Regions from separate parts of the Columba livia genome. Here region 2 is linked to region 1. A link is a contact called in public Hi-C data. All regions are on one chromosome and are shown on one strand. The core of a region is the stretch at or near the end of the contact, and the rest is flanking DNA. Distances in the headings are between cores, read along the strand shown. Region 1 overlaps KLHL13 (kelch like family member 13). Region 2 holds the start of LOC102094835 (protein FAM162B).

Evidence for each region. A called contact is a pair of places that touch in the nucleus more often than the background predicts.
Region 2: a contact with region 1 is called in a Hi-C map of liver, with 2.9 times the contacts expected there. The contact joins the promoter of LOC102094835 here to the enhancer-like site in region 1. A contact is called at or near these places in 2 of 2 Hi-C or Micro-C datasets (crop and liver).

Annotation. Positions count from the first base shown.
Region 1 is chr12:7,736,913-7,744,440 of bColLiv1.pat.W.v2, forward strand. The region is part of intron 2 of KLHL13 (kelch like family member 13); the gene reads left to right. Among named protein-coding and RNA genes, the nearest start is that of KLHL13, 29 kb to the left of the region's middle. Within about 2 kb of position 3,384, at least 3 of the 3 cell types and tissues checked have an H3K27ac peak away from gene starts, as active enhancers do.
Region 2 is chr12:7,946,062-7,953,589 of bColLiv1.pat.W.v2, forward strand. LOC102094835 (protein FAM162B) reads right to left here and starts at 4,367. Exons shown (of 4, transcript XM_005500557.3): 1 at 4,061-4,367; 2 at 2,085-2,190; 3 at 592-700. The coding sequence starts at 4,193. The region is part of intron 3 of LOC110357467 (a long non-coding RNA gene); the gene reads left to right.

The DNA.
Region 1 (7,528 bases), core at 2,134-4,633:
AGTACTGCAGGCAAGATGAAAAGCACAAATGTAGATCTGTCCAAAGACTCGGAGTAGTACATGGGTAGGAAAGAAGACATGAAATGATTATTTTGATATCAATATTGTCACATTTGCCCAAGGCTTTATAATATTAAAAAATCTGAAGACCTAGTTCAGCTTTTGAATTTTATTTTCATTCTTGATGCTTTGCTGGCCAAGGACAAACTAGGAAAGTTAATAATTTGTTTTATTGCTACAGAATATTTGCATTGCCTGGAACGCTTCGTGGTGACAAAAGTCATTTAGCATTGATTTTCATTGGAAAAATAATTGAGTTTGTAACACATTTTCAAGGAAGACTTAAGGAAGAAAAAAGGAAAAAATAAGTGCATCCTTGTGAAACGAGACCTCCATCTTCTCTATGACTATATTGTAGATATTTGAAGTTTGTGATTAGATTCCTCTGAACCTTTTCTTCTCCAAATTCAATAAAGATGAGTAATTAAATAATTTTCTCATTTTCTCTTTACGGTTAGGCCTAAGTCTTCCATCATATCTGTTCGGTCTTTTAACAGTTGAGGAGCAGTGAAGTTTTGGTGCACCAAAGCTTTGGTCGTTGCATTGAAACAGGATACTATGATTATATTTCCTCTTAGATGGTCTCATTGTACTCATAAAGTACACATGAATACAAGACAAGTTAATTAGAAACTGGAATCCTAGATTAGATCTTCTTTTTGCAAGCCGAAAGACTAATAGAAGATTATGGTAGTCAAGGGAGTAGCAGAGATACAGGCGACATAGCTGAGCAGTAGAGAGTGAACTCGTGCAGCAAGAGTTTATGTGCACTAGGTCTGGGGAAGATTAGGACAAAAGCTTTTCATTGAGATTGGCACTTTTTATATTGCCCTTTTTTGTCCTTTTTTACCTTCAGACTTTTCAGTTGATGAGGTTTATTCTTGAGTTGGTTTTCTTGCTGCTGCTGGTAGTCTTGACATTATCTGTGGAAACCCTGAAAAGCAGTATGGGGAGGGACCGCATGCACATACTGTTGTGCTTGAATACATTTCAGAATGCGGCTCGTCTGCTTTGTGGCTTTCTGTGATTTATTTTTTTCTTCAAACAAAAAGGCTAATTTCTTATCAGAAACGATGGATTCCACAGATGTTTGGCAGCTGCATCTTTATTTCCTCTACCATATCAAGCACACTCCAGTGTGGCTGCTCTTACCTAAAATGACAGATTACATTTTATCTCCTTTGGTCAACAGGGGAGTTTCTAACCTGGGTGGGATGGATGAGTCTGTGCTCGGAGGGAGGTGTCAGGGATGTGCCAAGTGCCGGGATCCCTGCAGAGACGTCAGCCGGTTGATTTTCGGGTTGGCAGCCTCAAAGCCTTTTTGCCCCATCTGGAAAACTGAGGAATTCTCGAAGAGCTAATTAGCAAATGAATTTAAGAAACAAAAGGACCTAGTTAGCGAGTTGTAAGATCATTTGTTCCCCACATAACAAACTGTGCATTTTTTCAAATAAAGCAGAAAAATAATCCCCAGCATTGGTCTTAACAGTTGCCAAATCCCAGATTTCTGTGGATTTTTCTGATTTAGTTGGTGCAGCTGCCATTGCATCTACATTTAGGTATTCAAAGACCGATTTTGGAACAAGTATGCAATAACAGTTACTTATCAGATATTTCAGAGCATGCCCAAAATATTCCTGATTTGGCTGGAATGGGATTTTTTTCTTAAAATATACTAAAATTAACCATTCTGTTGGTCTTGATTATACGTTACTTGCTATTTAATCTTATTGTGCTTACTCTTGTTTTTAGAAAGAAACCTCACGCATTTAGTGTAAGAGTTGAGATACTTAAATTATCCTGGAAGAAATTCCAGCAACCTTTCATTGGCTTCCTTTCTGGAAATAAAAGTTCTTAATAAAGGAACAATTATGTTGTAAGTAATTGAACCTGGAAGCTATAAAATTATTTATCTTTTTATCTTGTGATCTACTTTGCACACCTGTAATGGTGGTTTTGTCTGTTCTGATTAATGTATGTTAACTGGTTTCACTCTTTCAAAAAAACCAGAAGAATCAACGTGTGCAGTATCTTTCTGTAGAAAATCTTCTCAGATGTTTGCTATTATCTGTATTAGTTTTTGTGCTTTTTTGTAGTTGAATTAGGAACTTCATGCCTAAATGAAAAAGACAACATAAGCTTAGGTGTCTTAAGTTTATAGTGAAATAGCTGCTAGCACAAAAGTTTCTGTCACCCCTTTGTGAAGGAGTTTCATCATGCCAAGAACGTTAGTTTTGATTTGATTTTTTGATTTTGTGAGCATGTGGCAGGGATCTATCGCGTGCTGTCTATTCTGTACTTCTGTATGAAATACAGCAGCATGAATATGAGTATTTCAGTTGGTAAACAGCGTTGGTAGGGTTTGTTTTCTCCTGTAGATGGTTGAAAATATTGCTGCATCAAATGGCATCATTCCTGAGTAGCAATTTTCTGTTGGTGCCATTTAACATGACCTTTTAAAGTCCCTTCCAGCCCAAGCTATTCTATAATTCTAAGATTTCCACATTCTTCATTTTGATTGTTGATGACATTTAAACCTTTCATTTAACTGGACTAATATTAAGACCTGTTCTGAGCATTCTTCTTATGAATAAATGCTTGATTATTTCTGTTCCAAAGATGACATTAACATTAAGGAACCTCATATTTTAACAAGTTTAGATTAAAGACGTCTATTAGAACTGTTTTTGTAGTTTCATTGATTGATCCTTTGGTTTCGGTCTAAACAGATAATTCACGCCACAACAGTTTAAATTATTGAAGTTATGTTTTGGCAGTAGCTAAATCATTCTTGAAGAATGATCAAACTCATCAGTATGCTGCTCTCTGCTTCCGGGGGGATTTTTCACTGGATGTTTGATCTCGGATTAGAAGCAACAGATTTCTTTTTTTTCAAAACAGGCACACAAATGCCTTTTGTCTGCTGGATGCATTTATGGTCACTTGAGCGTATTCAGGCTCAAGTTTCACTCCGCAGACTTATGTATGAGTGAAATTCCTGTGCCGTGCTGTCTCCCTGTGAATGCGCACGGCCTTGGAGCAGCGCTGGGCTCAGTCACGTTTCTGCTTGGCATGAAGAATAGCTGCTTAATGAATCATGCTGTGGAACTTGAAGAAAGAAATTGTAAAAGCTTTCCTTAGAGCAGAGTTATTATGTATGTGTTCTCTCCGTCTTCAAAAGCTTCCAGTCTCCAGTCATCCCAAACAGTATCTCTTTTCTCCATCCTATTTCCCTCTGGTTATTCTGTTGTACTTGATTTTATTTAGCAGCCCTGCTTCTCTCTGTCCCTAGCAGTGATGTTTACCAGTGTTTTCTCTCTTTCTCATTAGGTCCATGAATTTACATCACAGAATGACAGAATGTTAGGGATTTGAAGGGGCCTCGAAAGATCATCAAGTCCAGTCCCCCTGCCGGAGCAGGAACACCCAGATGAGGTCACACAGGAAGGTGTCCAGGCAGGTCTTGAATGCCTCCAGAGTAGGAGACTCCACAACCCCCCTGGGCAGCCTGGTCCAGTGTTCTGGCACCCTCACTGAGAAGAAATTTCTTCTCTAAATTTTAGTGGAACCTCTTGTGTTCCAGTTTGTACCCATTACCCCTTGTCTTATCATTGATTGTCACCAAGAAGAGCCTGGCTCCATCCTCCTGACACTCACCCTTTATATATCTGTAAACATTCAGAAGGTCACCCCTCAGTCTCCTCTTCTCCAGGCTAAAGAGACCCAGCTCCCTCAGCCTTTCCTCATAAGGAAGATGCTCCACTCCCTTAATCATCTTTGTTGCCCTGCGCTGGACTCTCTCCAGCAGTTCCCTGTCCTTCTGGAACTGAGGGGCCACAACTGGACACGATATTCCAGATGTGGTCTCACCAGGGCATCATAAGTTCTTAGGCATGTGCTCTTGAATATTCCAGAAGTAGTATGTTTTCATTTGAAATGTGAATGTTGGCATTTTCATTTGAAGCCTTTTGAAGATATTCATGTAGGAGCTGAAGTTAGAAAGTAAAGAACTGGAACAAATTCAGTGGATTCTTTCTGAGGACATATGTTTCTTACCTTATTTATTTGAGATTTACGTTGGCCACATTTGGCCTCAGTATGGCGCGTATGACAGTGTTTGTGCCTGTTTAGGAGGAAATGATTTTGTAACCTCAGTGGAAAAATTAACCTTTTCAATCAAAGTTTGTTTCCCTAGTAGATGCTTTTAGCTTTCCAATCTACTTTTTTTAACCAACCACTACAAATGACCTAACGTTTAATAATGTGAAAACTCACAGATTGAGTGTTGACTTATATTTAAATAATCTCTGGAGGTTTTTTTTCATTTTTTATGAGGTAAAGGTAATATTTTCTTTGTGATGATGGACTATTTGATGAAAAAGCTAGTTTCTTTTGTATGACTAGAAATTGATGTACAGCAGTGATGAATAAATTGGTAGCATTTAACTCTTAATTTTTTTTTTCATTAAAGGAACGTTGGTTCAAACTAGTAACACCCTCTCGCATATTTAAGAGCTGGTTTTTGGTTTTGGTTCAGGTACGTTTCTGGGTTAGTTGCAACTAAATTTCTCTGTATGGCTTCTGGATCCTACCATCGGTCCAAAAGCAGTTTCAGTATGATGTTTATCATACAGTGCCTTTGACTCATGAAGTGTGAAACTCGATGTGAGCAGGAAATAGGTGTGGATCTAAAATTTATTTTCTCTCTGCAGGAAGCCAGGCTACAGCTTTTAACGGGATGGCTAAGCTTGGAAACTAGATTAGCTGCTTGGAAAATGTGACTGAGTTTGTACTTGTTCAATACTTAATGAGCTGTTTGTGCTGAAAAGATACAACTCCAAAAAGTTCTCTGACTGGTGACGTGTTGTTTGTAGTGCAACATAATCTCACGTTGTAATTTTCCCTTTCGTTTTCATATCTCCATCTTGTGTCACTTGGTGGGTGAATGTGTTGTAACTGTTCTCTTGATGGCAAGTGGTGGGTTTGGTGTTATGAGTCGTTGTTTCTCTGCTCGGTTTGGGGTTTATTTGAATGCATCAAGTTAAAAAGAGGAGCTTTATCCTTTATTCTTATGGTAAGGTACTTTACAGTCCTAAATCTAAAATAATCTACTCAAACAGCTGAATGCTGAAGCAATTTATGAAGTTTTTGTATCATCTTCAGAGGGAATATAGAAGCGACTTGCAGGACCAGCGAAGGCTGTTGAGGGAAACAACTCAGTATTTCAGGGAGCGTGTTCTTCTATAGCCTGGTGACTACCAGTCCCATAAACAGATGCATACTGAAATCTGAATTCCAGATATTAGTACGATTCCTGCAGGTAATAGTAAATTTAACAACTGAAGATAACAGTGCACTGTTAAATGTAGGAATGTGTCCATTATAGAAAGATTTCAGCTATAACTACAATTCTGCCTCATTACGATATTGTACGTATATTTATGCCTGACCTCCCTATGACATTTCTGAAACCTTAGCATCTTGATAATCTCCTTCCATCTTCACAAGCTGTGTTATCACATCTAGCTCTATCACGTTGGATTCCAGACATTTCCAGCATGCAAACTGCCGTGTTCCAAATTCCAGACTTCTAGTTTCATTCTTCTGCTCCATCTCACCTGTTAGAGGATGGTTGAGTCAAAGCTGACAGCCAGGAAGGTGGAGGTGCATTAGCCAAGGATCTGGAAGGAAACTTAATTTGAAATGAGTGTGTTAAATCTTCAGCCACACTCAATTTCCTTCTGTTGTCCAAAAGAGCGTAGGGGTCACGTATCAACAAGTCAGCAAGTTCCTCTGTACCCCAGCTGGACAAGGACAGTAGAGACGTATCTGCAGTTGCTTAAATGTGGATTGATGTGATGTGAGTCAGAGCTATGTGGGAGTAAAGCAGAACTCGAGAACTGAAGCAGCGGAGTTTGCAGGCTTTGTAAAGCTGTTCTCTCCTGGCTAGAGCAGCATCTTTGGCTCTTGTCAGGGCTCCTCTTTGCTCTCACAGTGAGGTTTTCTCCTCTCTTGTTCTGCCTCCCCAGTAATTAGAGCACCAATGTGACTGTGTTAAGTTCTGTTTTCAGATAATTAAGGCTGGGCCCATATAGTAAAATACATAGTGGTCTGCTTTGGATTTTGCTTAGGGCTTTGCCAGGACATCACTGGTCTGTCATTGCAAACCGGACATCCTGATCCTTGCTGCTGTTTAGTGGGCTGTGACAAGCTGTCAGCTGATGAGGAGTGATTACGTGATGGATGTTGGCTTGATCTGAAGTTAGACTGGCCATGTCTGCTATGTGTGGTTCAGGAGTAATGACGAGTGCTGCTTAGGAACAGGAACGGCCTTGTTCTCTGGACAGTTAACATGCTGGGTTATAAGACCATTTACAATGCAGAACTTGGGAGGAAAGGGAGGGGGAAGGAGGGTAAATGAACTGAATCACATTACTGGAATTTGTCGTTAAAAAGAATTTATTATGTGGGTTCAACAACAGAAAGCTCAGGCTCAGTAATTCTATTTACTTTTACTTTTGCCCTTTGGATTCTGTATGCTTTTGTCAGATTACAGCAATGAAGTCAAAGCTTAGTCACACTGTGCCTTGTGTGTTGTTCTGGGGTGTCGATGAAAGATAATAATAAACAGGCTGCTAATTTGCAAGTATGTATTCAGTCATGTTGTATTAAGGCACTTGGTATGATGGCTGAGAAACTTGAACAACGTCTTATCTGTTTCTTGAATGTAGTTATTTAACAACCCTGATGGTCTTCAAAGAAGTCTTTTATTTGTAATAAATCAGTATTCTGCGCTTAAGTTGGGTCGTGCTATTGTTCCCCCCCTCAAGCCCTGAAAACTTGTTTCAGGACCCAGCGAAATTTTGTCACATTTGAAAGAAATTTTCTTCCCAGAAGCTACTTCTAGTGCAGCAAGGTATTGGTAGTTTGCTTATGTTTCTACTTCAGTTAAAGAATCAAACAGAAGAAGGTGTGTTTATGCAGCTTGTTGCTTGATTCAGGATACAAGCCAGAACATAAGTTTGCAGCATTTTGATAAGAAGCACTAAGGAACTAACACTTTTCATATAACAGTGTTTACCATGTAAACTCCTGTGGTCCAGTAGTTGCTGTAGCTGTTGGTTTTCCTGCATATGGGTGTATTATTTACTGGCCGGTTTTTATTTCACTGTTTACAGGGACTCTTGTGGCAAATGTTCATCTTATCTCAAGCTACCAAGTGTGTTTTGCTTCAGGTTCAGTACTGACCCTATTGAGACCACATCTGGAATATTGTGTCCAGTTCTGGGCCCCTCAGTTCCGGAAGGACAGGGAACTGCTGGAGAGGGTCCAGCGTAGGGCAACGAAGATGATTAAGGGAGTGGAGCATCTCCCTTATGAAGAAAGGCTGAGGGAGCTGGGTCTCTTTAGTTTGGAGAAGAGGAGACTAAGGGGGAACCTCATTAATGTTTGTAAATATATAAAGGGT
Region 2 (7,528 bases), core at 3,117-5,616, 210 kb after region 1:
ATTGAATCTCCCCAGATTTGCACCACTGTCCCTTTTGATATTCTGCAGTGACAGAAGTTAATGTGTTTCCTTATTTTACCAAGTTTTCAGCATTTTCAGCTCTGATTAGAAGGAAAATTACACTGTAAATTGTTTACAGGTGTGTTGGGACATGCAAGCCAGGCTGGAGAGCCTCCTTCCCCACCAGTGGGGTGGAAAGAAGTGTGACACACAGACTATGCACGCAGGATCGCAGGATCCTTACAGCCCACAGATGCGGGACAGCATCAGGCACCATTGACACTGTCTGAGCTACTCAGACAGCTACTACAACCTTTGGACCAGCCTCTTTCTGAGACACCATGGTACAGAGCATTGAACTGCATGGGTTTATGGCAAAGTGGACCAGAAGGAACACATTAATCATCAAGTTGTTCTTCTCTGTGCCAGTCTCTCCTTCAGAGAATGGGGTGATACAGGTCCTGTGCAAATATTGCTTATATGGACTTATTCTCAAACCTATCTGTCTACTTGGGTGCTTATTTACAAAGACAGCATACAGAGGCCATACATTAAGTGGATCAGATAACCTCACCCAGAAAAAATACTCACTTCTTTGCCTGTGATTACCATGGCCAAACAGCCCAGCACGGTCAGCACAATCATGATGTAGCAAACCTTTATCCTGACACTGCTTCTCGCTGCATCAAGGACCTCAGACCTGCAGAGGACAGAGCAGAGTTTCTGTCTGCAGCAGCGTGTGTAAAACTAGATCATGGAGAGCTGAATAATGAATCCTCAAGTTATCCAGTAACTGCCTATGAATGTACAATGTGTTTCAGCCTTCTCTTTCTGCATGTGCATGGAGGAGAACTCAAAAAATTAGTCTATGGGGGAAAGATGTACCCACACAGGTAGGGTACTGCTACTGCTACTGGTCACCAGTAACAACAGGAATCACGAATCCTGCTCTCTTCTAACAGTGTATATGAAAGTGAGTACCTGAAAAATGACAAAGACAGGGAAGTCTTTTCATTATGAGGGGCCCAGCTTTGGGTGTTGCAGGGCAAAGCACGGGGTGCTGTACAGCACCAGGAGACACTGGGTCTGTGCCACCTGGGCCAGGCAATGCCACCATCAGTGGAAAAATAAATGAACATGCACGACATTTTGGCTAAGATCAATGGAGAGTTTTCACACAGCGAAGAGGCACAGCAAGTGGTGCCTGGGTCTGTGGCCACATCTCCATTCCCGCTGCAGGAGGTGCTTTGTGGCCTTGTCCCGCTGCAGCGTAGCCCTCTGCCAGGCAGCTGCCACCAGCCCTGCCAGCATCTGCCTGCAGTGGGAGGCTGAGCCTCAGCTGGAGTGAACAACTGCTCTGTCCATCTGGAATTGTCTTCCCACATTGCTGAGCAGCCACATCTGTCGCTGGGAGATCTCCAACACCTTCCATGAGCGATTCACATAATTTTTCTGACAATTCACACTTGCAAGAGACTGCAGTGTGGCAACGGGACATTCATGAACTCATATCTAGCCATGGATTTCCTTACACCTGCAAGGGGAAGGTCAGCTGGAGAAGCCCCTGGGTTGTCACAAGTCAGAAAGCATTAGGTCTCCAAAACTAAGTGACAATCATTTAACAAAAATACTTCAACAAGGAGGCGAAACCGTAGCCCAGACATGAGGGTCTTGTTGCAGAAGTCTGTCAGTAGCTGTGTATAACACCAGCTTCTTTTTAAAATTTATGCAGCATTATTGATTGCTACTCAATAAAACTAGCAAAGCATGTACAAATCTGAGGTGATTTATCATGGTGACTTCTGAGTTACAAAGCTGCTTGTCTTGCAAAAGACATTTCAGCTTACTCTGAAACTTATGATATCTAAAACAAGTGAATCCAGTTTACTGCACAGGGCATGACAAAAAGTTCATGTTCCCAAAGATTCAAATTGTTTTTGGACATCAGTAGCAGCAGACCCCATCAGCATAGAGAAGCACTAACCCTCACCATGTGAGCACAGTTCTGGGTAATGCAGACTAGAGTCTCAGTCTCAGTCTGTATGTTCATATTAAAAAAGCATCATTCAGGCAGGTCTACTTACGATATAAGCTTGGGAATGTCCTCCTCCTTTTTAAAGCGTCCTGCCCATACTAACACCTTTTTATCAAAATTTGTAGGCCTTCTGTCATTCTTGAAAGTTTCGTAACCTGTAAGAGATTTTATAAAAGAAAACAATGACCTAACCTTAAAGAAGGGAAGAGGCAAAAAACTGCTTGTACAGGAGGAGGAGGATTGAACATTCAGAATGGCACTTTTCTGTGAGAGCTAAATGTGCTTTCTAATGTCAAAAGGACTCAGCAGCTGGTGTGATATGCTTTGTTATATTTGCAGCTTTTTTTTTTTTCTTTGCACCTTTTTTTTCTTTCTTCCTTCAGTTTAGGTAGTTTTTTAACCAAAAATCTCTTCTAATCTTCTTGATTATGGGGCGAAGGATGCAGGGCTGAAGTCACCCAAGCCCACAACATGCTCTCACCCTACTAGCCATCTTGCTTTCAAATGGCCCAGTTAAGAAAACTGCCAGCAGCTCTAATAACTCCTTGACAGCATGTCCTTCTAAAAGTGCTGATGGAGAGACAAGGTCTGTTAAAATACAGCCTGGTGTGAGGCTGGCAGTTGTTCTCATGCAAGCTGAGTACCACGTTACTGTAGTCTAATGATGATACATTACACCCACCAGCCTACCACAGTGATGCCATTAGCATGCTGTCACTGTAAGCACCATGAAAAAGGGAGTCTGGCTCCTCTGGATGGAAACAAGCCCAATGACAGGTCATGACAAGAGCTGTGGCAGAGAGATGCTGCAAAAATAGGGCAAGCATTGGCTACCTCAAACCCTGGCTTTTGCATTGCACGCCTGTACAGGTGGTCATTGCAAGGTAGCTGGGACTGCTCACACACCCAGGTAGGTGCACCCAAGATGTCAGGTTATGGTGCCCTGTGCTTGCACATGTAGCACTGGTGTTTAGAAATGCGCTGTAAGTGACCAGGGCATGCAGGAAGGGATGGACATGAAGATACCCTAGTCTCAGTGTCCTGTGATCCTTGACTGTTGCTGGATTGTTAGTGCTTGGCTGAAAGAAAATCACTGCTGCTACAGAACAGGGCACAGGAACCATCTCTTCCTGCCTGCGTTAAGAGGTAAAATTACATTAAGTTCCTTGGCCCCAGGCCTGCTCCTGCATGCCAGGACTTGTGAATGGCCGAAAAACCCCAGGTATAAATCTTGGCACCCAGATCCCCAGGTAAATTCCATTTCCTGCTTCTATTTCTCTCACAGAGTGCCAGCAAGATCAGTAGAGCTGCATCTGAAATATCAGCGTCTGAATCAGATTTGTGGCAAGGAGTAGGATGGATCACTAAAAGGACAAGGTCCATGCCAGGAAAGACAAGGTCAAAGTCCCATGCTGGAGACCCAAAAGTATCCCAGGGGAGCACAGGCAGCCCCATGCAGCCCAGTCTCACTGGAGTGAGGAATCTGCAAAGGCACGGCCGAGGAGGTGGTGGTACAGATTAAAGAGAAACCATCTCTATGCCAAGGAGGTTGCCCATGTGGGAGCAGCCCATGACTGCTCCCGGCCAGGTAAGCCAGGGCTCTGCCTGCCACCAGCCCACACAGTCGCAGATGTGATTGGGCAGGGAGCGCTGCGGGGAGCAGAGGGGTGCAAGGCTGCCACTCACACCAGCCCTGCACATGCAGACACCTGTGCGGGTCCTCCTCTGGAAACCTGGCAGCTGGGTACTAGGATGAACTTTTTTTAATTAACAGGTTCCCTGACACTAAGTATCAGTTTGTATTTGCCGCCATAGGAGGAAGACTATTCAACAGGAAAAACTTCACCCCTGTGCTGGCAAGAGCTCTCAATTTGGTTCGTGTCTTGAGAGTTTGTAGCCCCAGGAGCTGCAGCACTGCAGTAACAGCCACAGACAACAGCAAGGGTTGTTTTCTCACCCTTTCCTGCAAATACCCTTTCCCTCTGTGCCGTAGCACAAAACAGCGACCAAAGTCTTTCTACTCACCTGGATTAGCTGTCGGCAAAGCTGCATCCTGAGCGCCCTTCACTTTGTCACCAATGGGTCTGGCAGGGTGTGGGACTGGCCGAGCCACCTGCCGCCACAGCCTGGGGCTGCACCCCAACAGCCTCCCCAACATGCTACCCCCACTGGCACCGAGCCACCGCCTCCCCACCAACCTGGGAGCGCGCAGGGGGATCAGCGGGATCCCAGAAGGCTGCTTCTAGGGGTGATTAACATAAAACTACCCCTTCCTGTAAGAATGGAGTAGCAGGTATTTCCACCCTGGCTGCCAACAGTTTGTGCTTGCGTCACAATGACTAGCTAAATTTGTCACCCGTGGTTATCGAAATGACACACCTTCCAAGCTTAGCAAGCAGAGATCACTGCTGCGGCAGCTCATGGCCAGCCCAGGTTCTGCATCCCAAGGAGTTGTTCAGGAAAGCAATGGGCTTTCACATTATTTTCTCATTATTTTCCTTTGGTAGTACTAAAATAGGACAGTATGCTATATTTCCCCAAAGACAGGCTTAGTGACTGCTAATTATCACAGCCAGTTAAGCTGTTAGAGTTCTTAATTGTTCTGGGCTAAAAAGTATTCTTGCAAATCAATTGCTTTAAACAGACTTTTGGAGGAGGAACAGCATTCCCCTATTTCAGGGTAAATGTGGTGTGGCAGAAGGAAACTAAAGCTGATACCTGTGGCTACAAATGCAGATGGGGAGTCCATCTCACATCCAGACTGCAAACTTCCCTGGCAAATAATTATATTTCAGACATATTTCCAGTCTAAATAAGTAAACTAAGAAATGATGTCAAAAACCTCAGGTGATATAGTATTTGTCAGTCAGCAAAATTGTCACTGAAATGTAGCAGTACCTATAAAGTATTTGCCCTCTTTTAATTCAATCTCCATGACGTCTGGATAATGATGGATGTTTTACATAACATCAGCTGTTCTAAACAGAGAATGAACCAAAAACAATGCTATTTTATAATTTTGATATTTCTTCCACGTTTTGCACAAAATGCTCTCTGATGGGTCAGGAAATGGAAATGCAAAATACTTGTCTCATTTGGAGCAGTGGTATATTTGCTCGCCTTAGACATGTAAGGCTCTAAAATTGATTTACAACTAGGGAAAAAAAAAATCCATTGGAAAGGGAAGAAGCTGTTGCCAAAATGAAAAAAAAAAAAGAACTATTTAGTAATACTATCAAATGCAATATTGCAGATAATAAAAGTGTGTTTAAGAGCAAGGCTAGGAGTTGCAAAGGAATAGACCTTGGGATGTTGGCAAGGATATTCTTAAAGGGTTGAGAGGATGAAAGATGTGAGACAGATGCAGCTCCAGCTACCCAGCTCCTGGCCCCAAGAAAAAACTCTACCATTTATAGAGATGTTTTATATTTTTTGAGAACACAAAGTTATTGATACTGAAGAAAGAAGAAACTCACAGCAAAGTCAAATGTGGTTTTCCCTCTTTCAGGAAAGCTGTACAATGCGTTTGAACATAACACAATATGTTCAACTTAATTAGTTTATAATCTGGTAAAGCAAACTAGATCCATTTCCGGATTAAGAAACCATACAGAGAATAAATGGTGTTTTGAGCTTCTAACTGCAAACAAGACCTGCAGGCAAGCAGAAATCAGTGGGTGTGATTATGCTGGAAGAAGCAGAAGACAAACTTGGTAAAGTTGCTGAGGACATTTGCATCCTGCTCAGGATTTCCCTGGGGGAAGAGTAGCGGAGGAGGAGGAAAGGTGCACTTATAGCATAAAATATACAGATCTCAGCACCCCTGAGCATCCCACAGGCCCTCTTCTCACCTTGCAGAAGAGCTGCTGAGTGTAAAAGAGGCACCGTACACCTGGACATCCCTCAGTCCTCAAGCCAGGTAGGCAGGAGGGGCTGGATGCAGCCGATGGGACATGGGATGTGCTGCTGTGATGCTCATGTGGCACTTGTAACCACCCAACCCCACAGGGGCTCCAGCTGTTCAGAGAATTTTCACTTTAAGAGCCGCTCTCCAAAATGCTTATTGCAAAATTGTCTGTCTTTAAGTCCTGTCTGATTATGGATTTGAAGAGGAATGAAAGAACGTTTTTATTTTATCTCTTGGTTTCTTAAATGTGGAGAAAATCTCTGGCTTTTCAGGACTTTGGTGCTTATCCACCTAGGGGTTGTCAATTGTTTCCTCTAGAAGACACACTGACCAACAGCTGAATTAATCATGTCTGCTGTGAGCAAAAAAAGCACTTCAGTATTTATTTTGCCAGCATTTAGAAGGGCAGACACAGAGGTCCTCATGAAACCACAAAGGCAGTTACTTTTTCCTGAATTTTATTTGTTTCTCTGGTACTGTGAATGCTTAATACCAAGATGAGTTTCACTGCAGTGCATGAAAGCTAACAAAGCCTATATACACCACTGTGTTTTTAAATCAAGCTTTGCCTTGTGCACTGTGGATCTCTCTCTGACCAAGAGCATGTTGAATCCCTTCCTGAACACCAGAGGGATGCGGAAGGCTCTGGAACCAAGGTAGCTTTGTGTGCAGCCTGGTGGCCTTAGTCTTTAGAGATGTTTTATGCCCAGCCCAGTACACACACATCGCCCTCTGCCCAAGTTACAAAACATCCTCATAAGGCCCATCCATTCACTCCCCTCACCATTGCTTGATACCCATCAGTGGCTCATTAGCAAAGTGTAACCATTATTTCATGACCATTAAGCTCACAGATGGAATTTATAGCAGTAACAACTTGTTCAGAAACGCAGAATTAGCAAAACTAGGCTTAAAGCACCACCTTATCCTTCTCTCACACCTTTCTGCTAGGAGGACAGCAAGACCCCAGCTCCTCAGCAAGTGCCGGTTGGTACCAACAACAACTCACACACTGACCAAGTGTACAAATGTCCCCCAGGCTTCCTCTAAGCTTCGCTGCAAGGAGAGAGCACAGACCTGAAGGTTTTTGAGTTCCAAAGGAGCAGGCTGGCTCAGAGGGAGAGGATGGTTTGCAGCTGTGGTGGCGCAGACTCAACATTTCCATTTTCTGTGCAAGAGTGACACATAGTTGTAACTCTTGCTGCACACTGGTGCCAACACTGAAGATGGAAAACTAAACACAAACCTCACAGGACTCCCTCCTGGTCCTGTATCATCTTCACATCCCTTCTGCCACCTCAGACTCTGTTCCTGTAGCTGAGTGCAGCAAGAACTGGCAGCCAGTCATGGAATCATAGAATGCCCTGGTTTGGAAGGGACCCACAAGGATCTTTGAGTCCACCTCCTGTCCCTGCATATGACAACCCCATAGTTCACACCATGTGTTTGAGGGCATTGTCCACTCTCTTCCTGAACACTGGCTTGGAGCCATGACACCTCCCTGGGGAGCCTGTTCCAAGACAGGAGTCATTCTCCCCTCCCTAAATGTACACAAAAACCTTTGCAGAACTGGAACTGAAAGCCCA